5 separate regions of the Mus musculus genome follow, and regions 1, 2, 3 and 4 are each linked to region 5. The links are chromatin contacts, called in public Hi-C and promoter capture Hi-C maps. All regions are on one chromosome and are shown on one strand. The core of a region is the stretch at or near the end of the contact, and the rest is flanking DNA. Distances in the headings are between cores, read along the strand shown. Region 1 holds the start of Snx25 (sorting nexin 25). Region 2 holds the start of Cyp4v3 (cytochrome P450, family 4, subfamily v, polypeptide 3). Region 3 holds the start of 1700029J07Rik (RIKEN cDNA 1700029J07 gene). Region 4 holds the start of Lrp2bp (Lrp2 binding protein). Region 5 holds the start of Pcm1 (pericentriolar material 1).

Region 1 (2,700 bases), core at 30-2,529, 4.9 Mb before region 5:
TTTTTGTGTAATACTTTGTTTTAAGCAAGCAAGTAAGCAAGCACTTTATTCATGAGTATTGTGACTTTTTTCCTTTTTTTTGATGAAATGGCACAATACTTATTACAGATGGAACAACCCCTTTACAGAAAAAAACAAAACAAAACCAAAAACCCAGTGTAGCCACAATATATAACACTGCATTGTAACACCTATGTTACTTGTCTGCTACTCGGAGGGCACTACCCATCACCATATTAGCGAACACTGCAAACCTAGGCTGCACACCTTTGATTCCAGCACTCTGAAAGCAGAGGCAAGTAGATCTCTGGGGGGGTCCAGACTAGCCTGGTCCACATAGTGAGTTTCAGGATAGCCAGGTTTACACAGAGAGACCCTGTCACAAAACAAAATAGTACAAGTTAAAGAACCTGGACTTCTTCATCTCAGTGTCATGGGGGTGCTAGCTCCTTATCTGTCAAGCTTCTCTTATTTTCTTATTTCATTTTTTTTTTTTTTTTTGTCTTCTCTACTCTATCTCCTCTCCCAGTGTCTTCAGAAATCCTTCATTTCCATCATCCCTCTAAGACAGTCAACACCCTTTATGGGCTTTGGCAGCTCTGTTACAGTATTGAGCAGCATTTGGACATCTTTCATCTCAGCAAACATCGTCTGTAGACTACCGGCTGCAGTCAAGAGAGGAAAGGAAAATATGTTCTCTCAAAATTCTTTGAACCAGTTTCTTTTGCGTGGGTAACAGCTTTTGTACCGAGTAGTTGTTGGCAACAAAAACACAAAATCGGAGCCAAATCGATTGTGGCAGCTATGTACACTCTCTGGCACTGGGGAGTCTTTCCATAAGTAAGTGGGAACCACAGGCTTCGCTTGACTCCTCCAGGTTTGTCTTAGTCCCCTACCCTTGGGCAGTGGAGTGGGGTCCGTTGGAAGAAAGTAGTAAAAGAGAGGATCAGGGACAGTACGAGGTTAATCAGAGAGCTAGAGAACAAGGCTGGCGTCTGGTATGGGGCTGTAGGCAAGGCGAGGAGCGGAGAGACGAAAATAAGGGGGTACCTGAGCGGAGCTCAACGCAGGCTTCTGACACCTGCAGCAAAATTTTCCACGAACAGACGCGGTCCCCGGGGGGCGGGGGCGGGGCTCGGGAAGTAGCGGGGTCCACTGCGATTGGTCGCGCCCCTTTCCGGCCGCCCCCGCCCCGGGTGGGCGGGGCGACCCCGCCCCACTGTCACTCAGCCGCAGGTCCCGCCCCCGCCCCCGCGCGTCTCGAGCCCTTGGGGTTTCAGTCCCCCTCGCGGTCCCGCTACCTGGGCGCGCCCGGTCGGCGGGCAGCTGCGGGCCCGGCGCGGGGCGGCGGCACCGAGGCGGGAGGGGGGGCGCGGCGGTGTCTGTTGGAGCGGTTCCCGCTCAGGGCCGCCGGCGAGGGCATGAGCGCGGGCTGCCCTTGCCTCGCGAGCGGCGGCGGGAGCGGCGAGGCGGCGGGGCGCCGCGCACAGGCCACGGCCCGGGGCGGCGCCGGGGGGCTGCGGGCCGGGAGATGAGCCTGTCGCCAGCGGCCCAGGAAGCAGCATGCACCGCGATGCCACCGACAGCAGCGGCGCCCGCCGCGGCCCCACGTCCGCCGCAGACGCCTGCCGCGCTGCCCGGGGCTCCGCGGACCGGCCGCGGACGGCGGACGGCCCGGGCTGGGGCTGGCGGGGGCCCGCGGCCGTGGCCGCCCTGGCAGTGCTGGCGCTGTGCTGCCTGGTCCCAGGCTGGGGACCGGCGGCGGGCACGGGGCCGGGCGCCGTGCTGCTGCGCCTCAGCCTGTACCTGAGCTGCGCCGCGGCCGCCTTGCTGCTGGGGACACTGGTCTCGCTCGTCTGCTGGAGCCCGCGCGCCCAGCCGCCGGACTTCGTCTCTTCCTGGAGCCGGCTGGCGGCGACCGTCCGCTGTCCGCTGCGGGTGAGTACCGGTCTCGACTGCCTCGCGTGCCCGCGGCCTCGTGCGCGCGCAGACCCCGGGGGGCTCCGGCCGGGTGGCCCTCCGGCAGCCGAAGCCCGCGGAAGACTGGGCTGCGCGGGCTTGGTCACGCGCGCCGTTTTAGGCGCTGTAGTTAACTCATCCACCATCCTCTGCACAGAGAGATCCATCCAGGCGGGTCTCCGATGTTGAAGTGCAGTTGGTGAGTGCCGAGAAAAATCCGCTTACAGCACCCACGGGAGGCAGGCTTCGCATTCATCACTGATGCTCCTGTTTGGTTCTTCGATCTGTAGTGGTTGGGAGATAACTTTATGACGGCTTACAGAAGAGAAAACTTGGTTAGGTCACCCAGTCCGAGGGAGCTCACTCAATGGGCCCCGTGTACTTCATACCTGTAAGGTCCTGTCTTCCACCATGTTGGTTAAGTTGTCATGCAGCTCAGGTGGATGTCTATTTGAGGGGGTTGAGGGGGTGGCATGCTCACCAGGAACCACTGTCGTTTGTTAAGAGGAAAAGCTGTCCTCAGGCAGGTGTAGGACATCAGGGTTGTGGTTATGTTGCGGAACGTAGGAAAGAACTGGATTTTCAACGTGCTTTGCCCTCCTTCCTACCAACCCTGTTTGCCTTAAATCAAACTTTACCTCCAGTCTGTTTATAATAACCCTTTAAAAGGACCTTCATTTTACCGGACTTGGCTGATTGATATCTTCATAAAACTAAAATTGCCCGAGATCTTGGGAGCCA
Region 2 (2,700 bases), core at 63-2,562, 4.1 Mb before region 5:
TGCTCTTTCACTTAATGTTTTATGAACTTCTTTTCCTGACAGTACACACCAGATGGCTCTTTTGTAAAAAGTAACTGCAGGGGTGGGCAACATGGCTCAGCTGGCCAAAGAGCTTGACACCAAACTTGACCACTTGCGTTTGAGCCTCCAAAACCACATGGTGGGTTGTTGTCCTCTGATCTCCATGCTTGCATACAGTTTAAAAAGAATGTAATACGTTTTTAAAAATTCAACTGAGGAAAGCCCTAGATGTGCTTTCTTCAGGTCCCAGAGGCCACACGGGTGTTTGTGGGCACACCATGCAGTCTCTGTATGAAAATAACATTCTCAAGAAAATGAGAATCCAGGGCATCTGTGGATTTCAACTTTCTTGGCACTCTCCCCAGTGTGCAGTAGGCAAGGGCACTTCTCATCCTGCCCTTTGGTAAGGACAATGGGGTGTAGAACAGGGACTCCTGTTCAGGCTGGAGACCTCCATGGGTAGCTAGTAAATAACTTTGCTAGCTTCTTCTTTCTGGCCTTTCCCTTTCTGCAGGCTTGGCATTTTAGCTTCACTTTGACTGTGCCCCATTACTGTTGCCAACCCTCCTCATAGCATGCCTTCTTCCACCCACTTCTGAGCCCCTCCATCCCCACCCTTGTTCTCTCTAGTTCTGGCTTTCCTTGATCAGAGAATGTTTAGGGAAGTGCTAGACTGTGTTCTCCTTTAGTTCTGGTGATTCAGTCTGTCAGCTGACACTCACTGGATACGTGGCTTCCCTAAACTTCTAGGTCATGGGAAGGCGGTTGCTGTGCCGGACCCTGAAGCAGGGGCCAGAGTGTGTCCGGTGCCCCTGGGCAACCGGCCCTGCCCTAGGGCAGCAACTGATGCAGGTTTGCGCAAGGGCTAGTTGAATTTAGAATTCCAAAAACTGCCTTTCGACACCGAGGACTCTTCATTTGAATTTTTTAAAACAGACTGCTTATGAGATCTGTAATCCTTCCACAAAGCAAGGGAGTTGCAAAATTCTTAACAGCCCACATTAGCCGGCCCTAGGGTGTCCGGAACTGGCGATGCGAATTTCTAGTTTCTTCTCCATCCCGAAGCTACCCTAAATTCGACTTCCTCCGCCATCCTCATCTTTCCACACCGTGAGCTTTCACGTGCATTCTGAACTTCAGAGCTCAGAAGTTGTTCCGGTCTTTCGCTTTCGCCTTGAACCCCAGTGGCTGGCGCGTAGTACGCAGACTCGTGCAGGGCATCACAACAAACCTGCGGGAGCTTTCCCCGCCCCCTCGGAAAGTTTGTCCCCAGGGCGTGGTGCAGACGCTACAGATTTTCCCAGCTCCAGAGCTGGAAGATCTGAGAGGACCTGGTGTGCCCCGGGGGTTCTTTTTCCTGAGCCCTGAGCCGGGAGCTTGGAGTTCCCGAATTTGTCCCTCCCTCCTCTGCACCCGGCAGCGACTGGTCGCCACCTTCTCACTGGCAATCCAGAGGGAAGAGGGGAATCAGAGAGATGTTGTGGCTGTGGTTAGGGCTCAGTGGGCAGAAACTATTGCTTTGGGGCGCAGCGAGCGCGGTCTCCCTGGCCGGCGCCACTATCCTGATCAGCATCTTTCCGATGCTGGTAAGCTACGCGCGGAAATGGCAGCAGATGCGGTCAATCCCGTCGGTGGCCCGCGCCTACCCCTTGGTGGGACACGCGCTTTATATGAAGCCCAACAACGCAGGTATGTGTATGTACAAGGAAGTGTCTACTCCGTCTACTACTCTAACTAAGGCTGTTAGGCGCCTCGTCAGTCAGAGACACCTATTTAATGGACTGCTCCCACTCCCTCCCAACTTTTTCTTGCCACAATTGAGGTCTTCACATCCCTCAGACCTGCTAGGAGAAAGAAGAAATCTTCCAACCTCCACACCCCCACCCCTCCAACTCACCCTTACCCTCCAGGGAGTAAGTTCCTAATTCTCCCCATACCCATTTCCACTCTAGTGCCTGCCAAATTGCTTTGTGCCTCCCATCCTATAACGAGCATAGCAAACATACATATGTGTATATAGCATGTGTGTATAGAACAGGTTACAGTCTTTCCAAGTAAAATTAATTGATTGATATGCAGTTAAAATCCTCTTGGCCTTTGTAGATCAATCCTTCTGAGGAAGTCTTTCAAGGCCACTTCAGCAGACTCTACTGCCAAGGGCCTTGAAGTAAATTTATATGGCTAGGTTCAAAAATCTTACTTATTGGAGAGGTTTTTGTCGTTATTGTTGTTGGTGGTGTTTTTTAAACCTGAAATAATTTTAAAGAAATGTTTTATGCAAAAAAATTTTGTTCTTTTGCTTTAGAAAAATACCTAAAGTCAGAAAGTTCTTAAAAATAGTGGTATCTGTGGTTCCCTGTTAGAGATAGTGTATTCAGTCTTAACACTTAATCTTCATGGCTGTGTAAGCCTGGACATCCAGAACTGAGAAGAGACTTCCAGATGGCACATTTTAAAAGAACCTACACCAGATCCTACCTTTTCTTCAGATTAACTATTAATAGTTGTTTTACGGGCTGACCATCAATTTTAAATCTTCTTTAATATAGGTTTTAATATAGTTGCATCTCATTTTATTTTTAAATTTTTTATTGGTTATTTTCTTTATTTACATTTCAAATGTTATCCCCCTTTCCGGTTTCCCCTCCAAAACCTCCCTATCCCATCCCCTCCCCCTGC
Region 3 (2,700 bases), core at 102-2,601, 4.7 Mb before region 5:
TATGAAGATGTAATATTTAAGCTGAAATTCGAAGGGCAGGTAAGTAGCCCATAAAAGAAGCCTTAAATTTTCCAAGGTAAAGAGGTATTCTTATGTGTGTAAGCCCATTCTAAGCACAGTGGCCAATTGGTGAAGGTTCGCTTAATTGAAACAACATGTAGGAAGGCTGATGTATACGATTGTAAGCCCAACACTTGGGAGGTAGAGGCAGGAAGGTCTGGATTTCAAAGTCATTCCTGACTGTGTAGCCAGTTCAAGGACAGCCTGGGTTTTGTGAGGCTCTGTCCTAAAACCAAAGCAAAAGATCACTTAGACTATGACCCATGGACGGACAGCAAGGACAAAGCTCAAGGACGGTAAAGAAGGTTTTAATACAGCCAGCCAGAAGTAGAACCCAGACTTGATTATTGACTTTGTTCTTGAGATGAGGCAAGTTTGTCAAGGGTTTGGTGGGCACAAGGAGGGGTGAGCTGGGTTATCGAATGGGAATTCTGAAGGAAGAGTGCGGGGAGAACAGGAAATGATGAGCCGGCTCTGTAACTGCTGAGTTTGAATGATTTATTTAAGTGGAAGCAGTTGACTAGACTTATGAATTGGGTTCGGAGAGAAAGCTCAGGGTGTAAGCTGAAGATTATCATCTGCGGTACAGATGGCAGGACTTAGCTGAGCTAGGAGAAGGGGGAAGCTGGAGAGTTCTGTGCCACGTAAGCGAAGGGAGAAGACTATTTTAAGGAAGTTAGGTCTATCTTTTCAAAACCAAAAGTTCTTTTAGCTAGCTTCTAAATACGACAAATAGTGCCTTACTGTCAAGATGCACTGACTGACCCGGAGAGTCGCATGACCCGGTGCTGCTGGTGACCAGATCACCCAAGAGATCCAAGTGAGGATAGTTTGTACCGCGACTTTTGGCCTCTCAGGAGCAGCTCCTTTTAGGGGCCTGGAGCCATTCTCCTAACGGTTGACGAAGTCCTAGGGGTAAATACGGGGAGGTCACTGACAACCAGAATCACTTACCAAGCACCACTGGCGATGGCAAGAACACCTACTTCGTGCAAGCAAGGGTCGTCCCGGAAGTGACGTCACGCCCGCCGACTGCGGGGCTCCGACAGGTGACTACAACTCCCAGAATGCTTCGCGTCAACCATCACGGAGCGTACCACAGGGAAACTATTCGCCGATGGCGGGGAAACAGAAGGCTTAGTTTCGAGAGATTTTATTGGCTGAGACTTACGTATTCTATGGCCTTTCTTCCGTTTTCGTGGACGCGCCGTGCGGGTTCGAACGTTCCGAGGGCCTACAGTAGCACGTTGGGAAAGGGTTCTCCCGTTCCCACGGCAACGCGGCCTAACATGCGCCAGCGGCAGCTTGCGGAACTGTGCGGCGCGCGCCTCTGCTGCTGCGCTCTAGGCTGGAGCCCCGGCCAAGCGCGTGGCCTCGAGCTCTTCGGGCTCTGCTGTGGAGTGATCCCCGACCGGAGCAGGGTCCATCTGATTCTGGTTGTGGGATTAGGTGTCTTTTGGAGAGGTGACTCGGCCTCGCAGACATGGGTTTTCCTTAGCTACCTGCCTACTTCAAGCTACCTTTCCTTAGAGGGAATAACTTAGACAATCAGTCCATTTATTTTCTGCAGTTTCTCCCTTTTAGCCAAACTTTTTTTTTTTTTTTCCTGGCGTAGAAAAGAATTTATTGAGTAAATTGCAAGGATGCAGTGGACAGGGCTGTAACAGAGGAACCTTCTTAGCCAAACTTTTTGAAGGGAACTTGCCATATTCTACTTGGGTAGAATCCCACGATTTTCGTGTCTACGTGATTATAAACCAAAATTTATGCCTTTTAAAGTCTGTTTTCCTACTTCTACCTGACCAGAAGGAGAGGGTTGCAAAAAACATTGCGTAAATGTGTGAATGAATACTTTGTAAGTTTTACTTAAAGAGTTTATTGTAGGGACAAAGTTGAAGGCATTGGCCGCAAGCGCTGGGGCGACAATGGTAAAAAACTAAAGGGGTTTTGTCGTTCAAGCCGCTCCGGAGGTTAGGGCAGAGGTTCCCTGATTCCAGGAGTTCCATTCCAGTCTGGGCAGCGTTGCCTCAAGAATGTGGTGAAGGAGATTGAAACTCAGTTCATGGTTCCTAGCTGTCAGTTCACTGGGGAAAATAAAGGGTGCCAAACCACGGATATAAGATGACTGTTAATGAAGCTTGGGAAGGTGTTAAAGCGGAGAATCTCCAGGAGAAGAGACCAACTCCATGACTGTCCAATTAAAGCAAGCTGTGTGTTGGGGTGTGCCCGTACTAGCCTGCTGGCTGTCTCACTCTGAGAGCACCCCTTGCGGCAGCCTCATTAGGTCCTTTTTACACGAGAGAGAGAGAGAGAGAGAGAGAGAGAGAGAGAGAGAGAGAGAGAGAGAGAGAGAGAGATCGTTCACCGGACTGAGAGAGTTGGCTGTTATACATTGTAAAAACAAAACCAAAGAACAATGTGAAAGGGAAGGAACAAGGTCATGTTCCTACATCATGTGAATCGGGTAGCAAGTTTAGTGTTGGTTGAAAGACATTTTGCAGTTTACATCCTATCTAAGAAACAGGGATCAGTCCTTAATTACAAGGAGAAATCTCAACTTGGAAGCACTTAACGCAGGACAAACAGGAACGTATTCTTTAACTACAAATAGAAACCGTAGCCTGTACAGGATGAACAGGA
Region 4 (2,700 bases), core at 139-2,638, 4.8 Mb before region 5:
GAACTGCAATGCTGTATCCACCAAATTAGCGTGGAGGTAATAATCTGATTCAGAAAGGCAAAAACGGTGTTAGTTATATAACGTGCAGGTTCTCTCGTGAAGCCACACGTAACGTAGAATTCATTAGATGCTGTTAATCTCAGTTTCTTTCCAACTTCTCATCCCTAAAGCTTAGCTCAGAGAAAGAACATAACCTAAGCAGAGTCATGATCACAGCACCAACACACACCTGGCATAATCAAGAAGTGTTTATTGTGCTTGGGTGAGGGTTCACTGCCGGGTAGGCACTCCAATGCAGTCTCTGCATGCACTGGGCAAAGCTGTCTGTGAATGAGTTAAACTCTTAGCCTGAGCCATGTTAGGACTACTAATCAAATGGGCTGGCCATCTCCAGTTTAGTTTTTACAAGCTTATGTAAAAATAGCTTTCAGTATCCATTTGAAGTAAAGCGCAGCGTTGCGCTCTCTGAGGGAAGCAACATCTGGCGTCTCTTTTTTAGAACGAATCCCTAAGTGCTGGGGGGGGGAGGGGTGAAAATGTAATCAGGCTTGAATTGTGAAACACCTCCAGGATCAGCTTGCTGTCTGAGTAAGAAGGTCACTAATCTCCAGGAAAGCCAGAAAGGAGTATAACATTAACTACCTCCTGGAAACCAGTGGCATGGGTTTTTGTTTGTTTGTTTTGTTTATTCTAAGCTTACATGGAATTTCAGTAAAAATAGTTTCCAAGCAAGAATTAACTATTCAGATGTATACCGGGCTTTTCCTTCTTCCACTGGAAGAATTTCTGTTGTTTGGCAGCATACTGAGACAGAGAGAAAGGGTTTTTGGGCAACTTCTCGCTGCTCAGCTTCATCCTGTCTCCACAATGTGGGTCCTGTTAAGGAAGAACACATAGGTGGTTACAATTTCTCCTCCCGGGAAAGCACCAAGGGAGACTTCACTCCCCATCACAGAAGCATCTGCCCCACATTGCCTGGCCAAGGGACCCTGAGCTAGCAACAAATCCCGACTGGCTAAGGATTCACACATGGCAGGGGGCGTCCTGTCATTCCCAACTGCTGCCACTCAGTGGCAACAGACTACACCGCTCACAGTCGCTGCTCCTGTCACGGAGGACTTTCCTGTCGCCCTTTAACTGAAACTGGCCAGAGTAATCCGTTTCGGATGACAGGATGCGTCTGTTTTACCTGGGAATACACTGTGTTTTAGCTCTGTTGCTCAGTCTTCTCTTCCAGTCTGTACTGGATTGCCATGTTACCAGATGGACCACTGCTGCATGGTAAATCAGAGCCTTCATATAAAATGTAGGGGCCACCTCATTTGGGTTGAAGGAGTCCAGGTTGGCCTAAGCTGAGAGTAGTGAAGACAGCAAACTCTGTTGTTGCTATGCTTTTTTTTTTTTCTTTCTGTTTTGGTCTTTGACATTCTACTGGTTCAACTTACTTCCACCAATCAGGAGCCAGCGCCCAGGCCAGGTCTCTCTGATTGGTGGTCTACAGAAGTTCTTAAGAGAAGCTTTGTGTGATTGGAAAGCTGCATTTACATACTTACAGGATACTATTTTAGGCAACACGCTGCTTCATTGGATGAGAGTGGAACTCAAAAAAAAAAAAAAAAAAAGACATGGTTTACTAAGTCAGCAAAAAATAAAAATAAAATAAAATCACTGAAATGTCTGTATGTGGGAGGAGTTAATTAAGAGCTAATTTCTTTATCTGTAGTTTGAAATAAAGGTTCTTAAAGTGTCCTTTCCTTGATATACAAAGTTAATGGGCCCAGCATGGTGGCGAAATGTCTTTAATTCTGGCACTCAGGAGGCTGAGGTTAGCAGATCTCTGCTAGTACAAGGCAGCCTGGACGAAATAGTGAGACCCTGTCCACAACCAGACAAAAAACAAAGTTGCTGGTTACTGGGTTGGAGATGTGGTTTCAGCAGTTAAGAGCATCAGGGTTTAGTTCCCAGCACACCACAGGGCATCTCACAACTGTCTGTAACACAGTTCCTGGGGATTGGATGCCCTCTTCTGACTTATTCAGTCACTAGACACATGTGCCTAGTGTACATGTACACACATGTATCTCTCTAGTGATACACATACACACATGCAGTCAAACCACTCATACACATAAAAATAGAAAGAAATTAATTAAAACAAAACAACAACAACAACAAAAAAAAACAAGTCAAAGTGTTTCCAGAGGATCTGAACTTGGTTCCCAGAAGCCACCTTGAGTGGGTCCCAACCACCTGTAGCTCCAGCTCTAGAGAGTGACCACCCACTTCTCGGCTCTGCTGGCACCCCTCACATGGGACATATATGCATGCAGACACACATACACATACTCATAAGAATAAATCTTTAAAAAGTAAAGTAATTGGATTATGTATATTGCAAAATCTAAGTTTCCACTAAAGAATATAAAGTTCCCAATGAACGAAGCCACATGTGTAAGATATATAGAAGAAAGCAATCCAAATATGACAGCCTACTGTCAACCACCACTCACAAACTAGATGAAAAGATGTTATTTCTCTGAAGACATTAATACAGTGTGCTACTATCTAACAAGGTTTAGAGCAGAGGTTCTCAACCTTCCTAATGCTGTGGCCCTTTAATACAGGTCCTCATATTGTGGTGACCCCTCCAACCATAACATTATTTCTTTGCTACTCCGTAACTATAGTTTTGATAACTGC
Region 5 (2,700 bases), core at 122-2,621:
AAGCTTTAGGCATGAGAATTCTTTTTTTTTTTTTAACTACATTTACCGAGGTGTACCTTCAAGTGCGAAATTCGGTATTAACGACGCCAGCCAGTGGCCCTGACCAGGAAGGTGATAGGGAAAAGGCAGAAGCAGGTGCACAAAAAGCTCTTGAACACCGGCTCTAGTAACCAGAGAACACCGAAGGCGGGGTCTGGAAAGCGGTTATGGGGCGGGGGTAGGAGGCGGTAGGGGCACCCAGAAAGCCCGCTTCTTCTAAGCGCCAAAGCACGATCTGTCACCCGTAGTTCCCACACCAATCCTAATACCGCCATGAAAGAAAGGGGAGGAAAAAAACGTTTTGTGTTTTGTTTTGGGTTTGGACCAGGCTAGCGCGAGAGGAAAAGTTGGTTCACGCAGACGCCCCCACAGGGGGGCCGAACACCTAATCCTTAACAGCAGTCTCTGCAAAGCAAGCCAGGCTGCCAGAATCCCACTGGACATCTCGCTTCCCTCCCACCCACCCATCCCCAGTCTCCCCCTCGCCCCCCCACCACCCATTCTAGATGTAAAGAAACTGGATCTTCCCGAAGGGGTGAAGAAGGGGCAGTGGGAGGAGCGCGGAGAAGGATTATTAAATTAACATTTTCTTAGCGAAAAGAACCTACTAGCAGGAGTCAGGAACGCCTCCAGGGGCCTTCCTGCTCCAAGAATAAAAGGGACCGCAGAAAACTCCCGGGCCACAGACTCTCTGCACCCAGGAGGATCCGGGCCGCCCGGGACCCCTCCCAGGATGGAATTCGGCGGGTGGGCTGGGAGGGATGGCGGTCCCCGGGGCCTCGGGCCGCCAAGGCCAGTTTCTTTCGGAACTCATCACCCCGAACTACAAGGCAACCTTCCCCTCCACCCTGGAGGGGGGTGAAATCTCCAGCACCGGGCGAGCGGTCCTCACATGGGACGCCCCAAGATCGTGGAGGCGCCAGCCAGCGTCGTCCCAGACGCTCGCCAGAGCTAGCGTGTCAGTCGGCGCCGAGAGGAGCCGATGACAGCCTGGGGGTGGGGAAGGATCGCGCAGCCATGGGACCTCAGAGTTAAAACGGGCAGGCGTGGCCCCAGGCCGCTTCCAGCGCCGCGCCCGCCTCGAACCACCCTGTGCTCCGGCCCGCGGTGGCCCAGGGCCGCGTTACCTGGAAACGAAGCCGCCCCTCCTGCCAAGGGCCGAGTGGCGGTCGGCCGCCCCTCCAGGAGCCGCCGCCGGCAGCGGTTCTTCCTCCAAGACCGCGGAAGGGAGGCCCACAAATCCCCCTCGACTGCCCAAAGCCCCAATGGCCGCCTTCTCTACATTAGCTAACTAGGCGCCAACCGCCGCAGCCACCGCCATCTTAGGACCTCATTGTGGTGGGAGAAGAGTGGGGGGCGGGGGAACTGCAGAGGGGGGGGGGGGCGCAACGCTCCGCGAGACGAGCGCGGTCTCCTCGGCAACGGCTGCGCGGGGGCGAGAACTCGCCGGGGCTGGAGCCGCAGTGCGAACTCCGGGCGTGCGGTGACCTGAGTCACGTGACGCTCGGGCCTTCCGTGGAGTCACGTACCGCCCCTCTAGTCAGGAAAAGATTTGTGCAGACGAACAACCTGGGAACTACACATCCCAGAATGCCCACTCAACTGGGTAGCCAAAAGAAACGGAACTACAAATCCCAGTGTGCTGTGCGCCTGCCAGATGGCTCCGCTGTGTTTTTTAAGGCTTGAGGCCTGTGGGGTTTATAAGTGCTTTAGCTCACTGCAAGTCTCCGGGCGCTTTCTAATTTTCTGTGGAGGCATGAGCTTCCAGATGGAGACCGGAAGACTGGGAACCCTTGTAGTGCATTCCTACCCACTTTCCTATCACGAAGGATACTGATGAGCCTTTACAATCTAACCCCTAATTTTAGCAAGGATATTAAATCAGTATGTCATGTGTGCTTAGTCGGTGGAAGAATCATAAATAAGATTGTCAGTGGTCATTGCCACTTGGAACGCTGTCCCGCTACTTTGTTGGTAGAAAGAAGTAGTTGTAAACAGAGTTTAATCTTGTGAAATTTTCGCTGAACGGATAGTCTTTGAAATCCTGTTTAATTTATATTCTTGCTAACGGCTGTGTTAAGGTTAATAAATGGATAAATAGTGTCATAAAAACAGCACAAAACAAAACTTTTTTTTTTTAAGTTGCAAGGCTTTCAATATGCCAGGCTCCGAAGTTAAGACTACCTGTCGATTTTAGTTGCATGCATACACATTCTGTTTTTAGACAGCTTCTAAATGTCTAAAATAGGATTTTTTTAAATGTAAAATAATGTAATTGAGAAAGAATAGGTTTCTGTTTTTCCACAATAAATTGCTCCACACAATTACCAACAAATTGTTTACAAAACAAAATACTACAACTCTCTCAGAGCACCACGGTTCCTATCAACTAAACTCTTCCTGCCCAGGGCAATTTACTACTGTGTCCATAGCCTTCTGTATTCGTTTTTATCCTGTTTCTGAGGCAACGTCTCTTGTATCTCAGGCTGGCCTCAAATCTCTGACTTCAGATCCTTCTGCTTGTGGAATGCTGAAGTGTAGCATTCCACCTCAATGTAGCTTGTATACATAAAAACATACGATACCTTAAGGAAATGAATCAGTACACTGCTGGAAATCAAACCCAGGGTTTCATGCATGCTAGGCAAACATTCTGTCAAC

The links. Promoter capture Hi-C pulls out the DNA fragments that hold promoters and counts their contacts. A called contact is a pair of places that touch in the nucleus more often than the background predicts.
Region 1: a contact with region 5 is called in a promoter capture Hi-C map of pre-B cells. The contact joins the promoter of Snx25 here to the promoter of Pcm1 in region 5. A contact is called at or near these places in 1 of 39 promoter capture datasets (pre-B cells) and 2 of 484 Hi-C or Micro-C datasets (CD4 T cells and CD8 T cells).
Region 2: a Hi-C map of LSK cells shows a contact between it and region 5, with 5 times the contacts expected there. The contact joins the promoter of Cyp4v3 here to the promoter of Pcm1 in region 5. A contact is called at or near these places in 2 of 39 promoter capture datasets (cranial neural crest and frontonasal cranial neural crest) and 2 of 484 Hi-C or Micro-C datasets (B cells and LSK cells).
Region 3: a contact with region 5 is called in a promoter capture Hi-C map of pre-B cells. The contact joins the promoter of 1700029J07Rik here to the promoter of Pcm1 in region 5. A contact is called at or near these places in 2 of 39 promoter capture datasets (maxillary cranial neural crest and pre-B cells) and 1 of 484 Hi-C or Micro-C datasets (CD8 T cells).
Region 4: a promoter capture Hi-C map of pre-B cells shows a contact between it and region 5. The contact joins the promoter of Lrp2bp here to the promoter of Pcm1 in region 5. A contact is called at or near these places in 1 of 39 promoter capture datasets (pre-B cells) and 1 of 484 Hi-C or Micro-C datasets (regulatory T cells).

The regions. Positions count from the first base shown.
Region 1 is chr8:46,151,020-46,153,719 of GRCm38.p6, reverse strand. Snx25 (sorting nexin 25) reads left to right here and starts at 1,279. Exons shown (of 19, transcript NM_001372342.1): 1 at 1,279-1,938. The coding sequence starts at 1,564.
Region 2 is chr8:45,331,775-45,334,474 of GRCm38.p6, reverse strand. Cyp4v3 (cytochrome P450, family 4, subfamily v, polypeptide 3) reads left to right here and starts at 1,312. Exons shown (of 11, transcript NM_133969.3): 1 at 1,312-1,710. The coding sequence starts at 1,497. The region is part of intron 3 of Gm30504 (a long non-coding RNA gene); the gene reads right to left.
Region 3 is chr8:45,973,903-45,976,602 of GRCm38.p6, reverse strand. 1700029J07Rik (RIKEN cDNA 1700029J07 gene) reads left to right here and starts at 1,351. Exons shown (of 7, transcript NM_001033148.3): 1 at 1,351-2,700. Ufsp2 (UFM1-specific peptidase 2) reads right to left here and starts at 1,075. Exons shown (of 12, transcript NM_138668.2): 1 at 1,015-1,075.
Region 4 is chr8:46,009,290-46,011,989 of GRCm38.p6, reverse strand. It overlaps Lrp2bp (Lrp2 binding protein), which reads right to left and starts at 1,388. Exons shown (of 9, transcript NM_026278.3): 1 at 1,190-1,388; 2 at 756-876; 3 at 1-44. The coding sequence starts at 855.
Region 5 is chr8:41,238,430-41,241,129 of GRCm38.p6, reverse strand. Pcm1 (pericentriolar material 1) reads right to left here and starts at 1,371. Exons shown (of 38, transcript NM_023662.3): 1 at 1,167-1,371.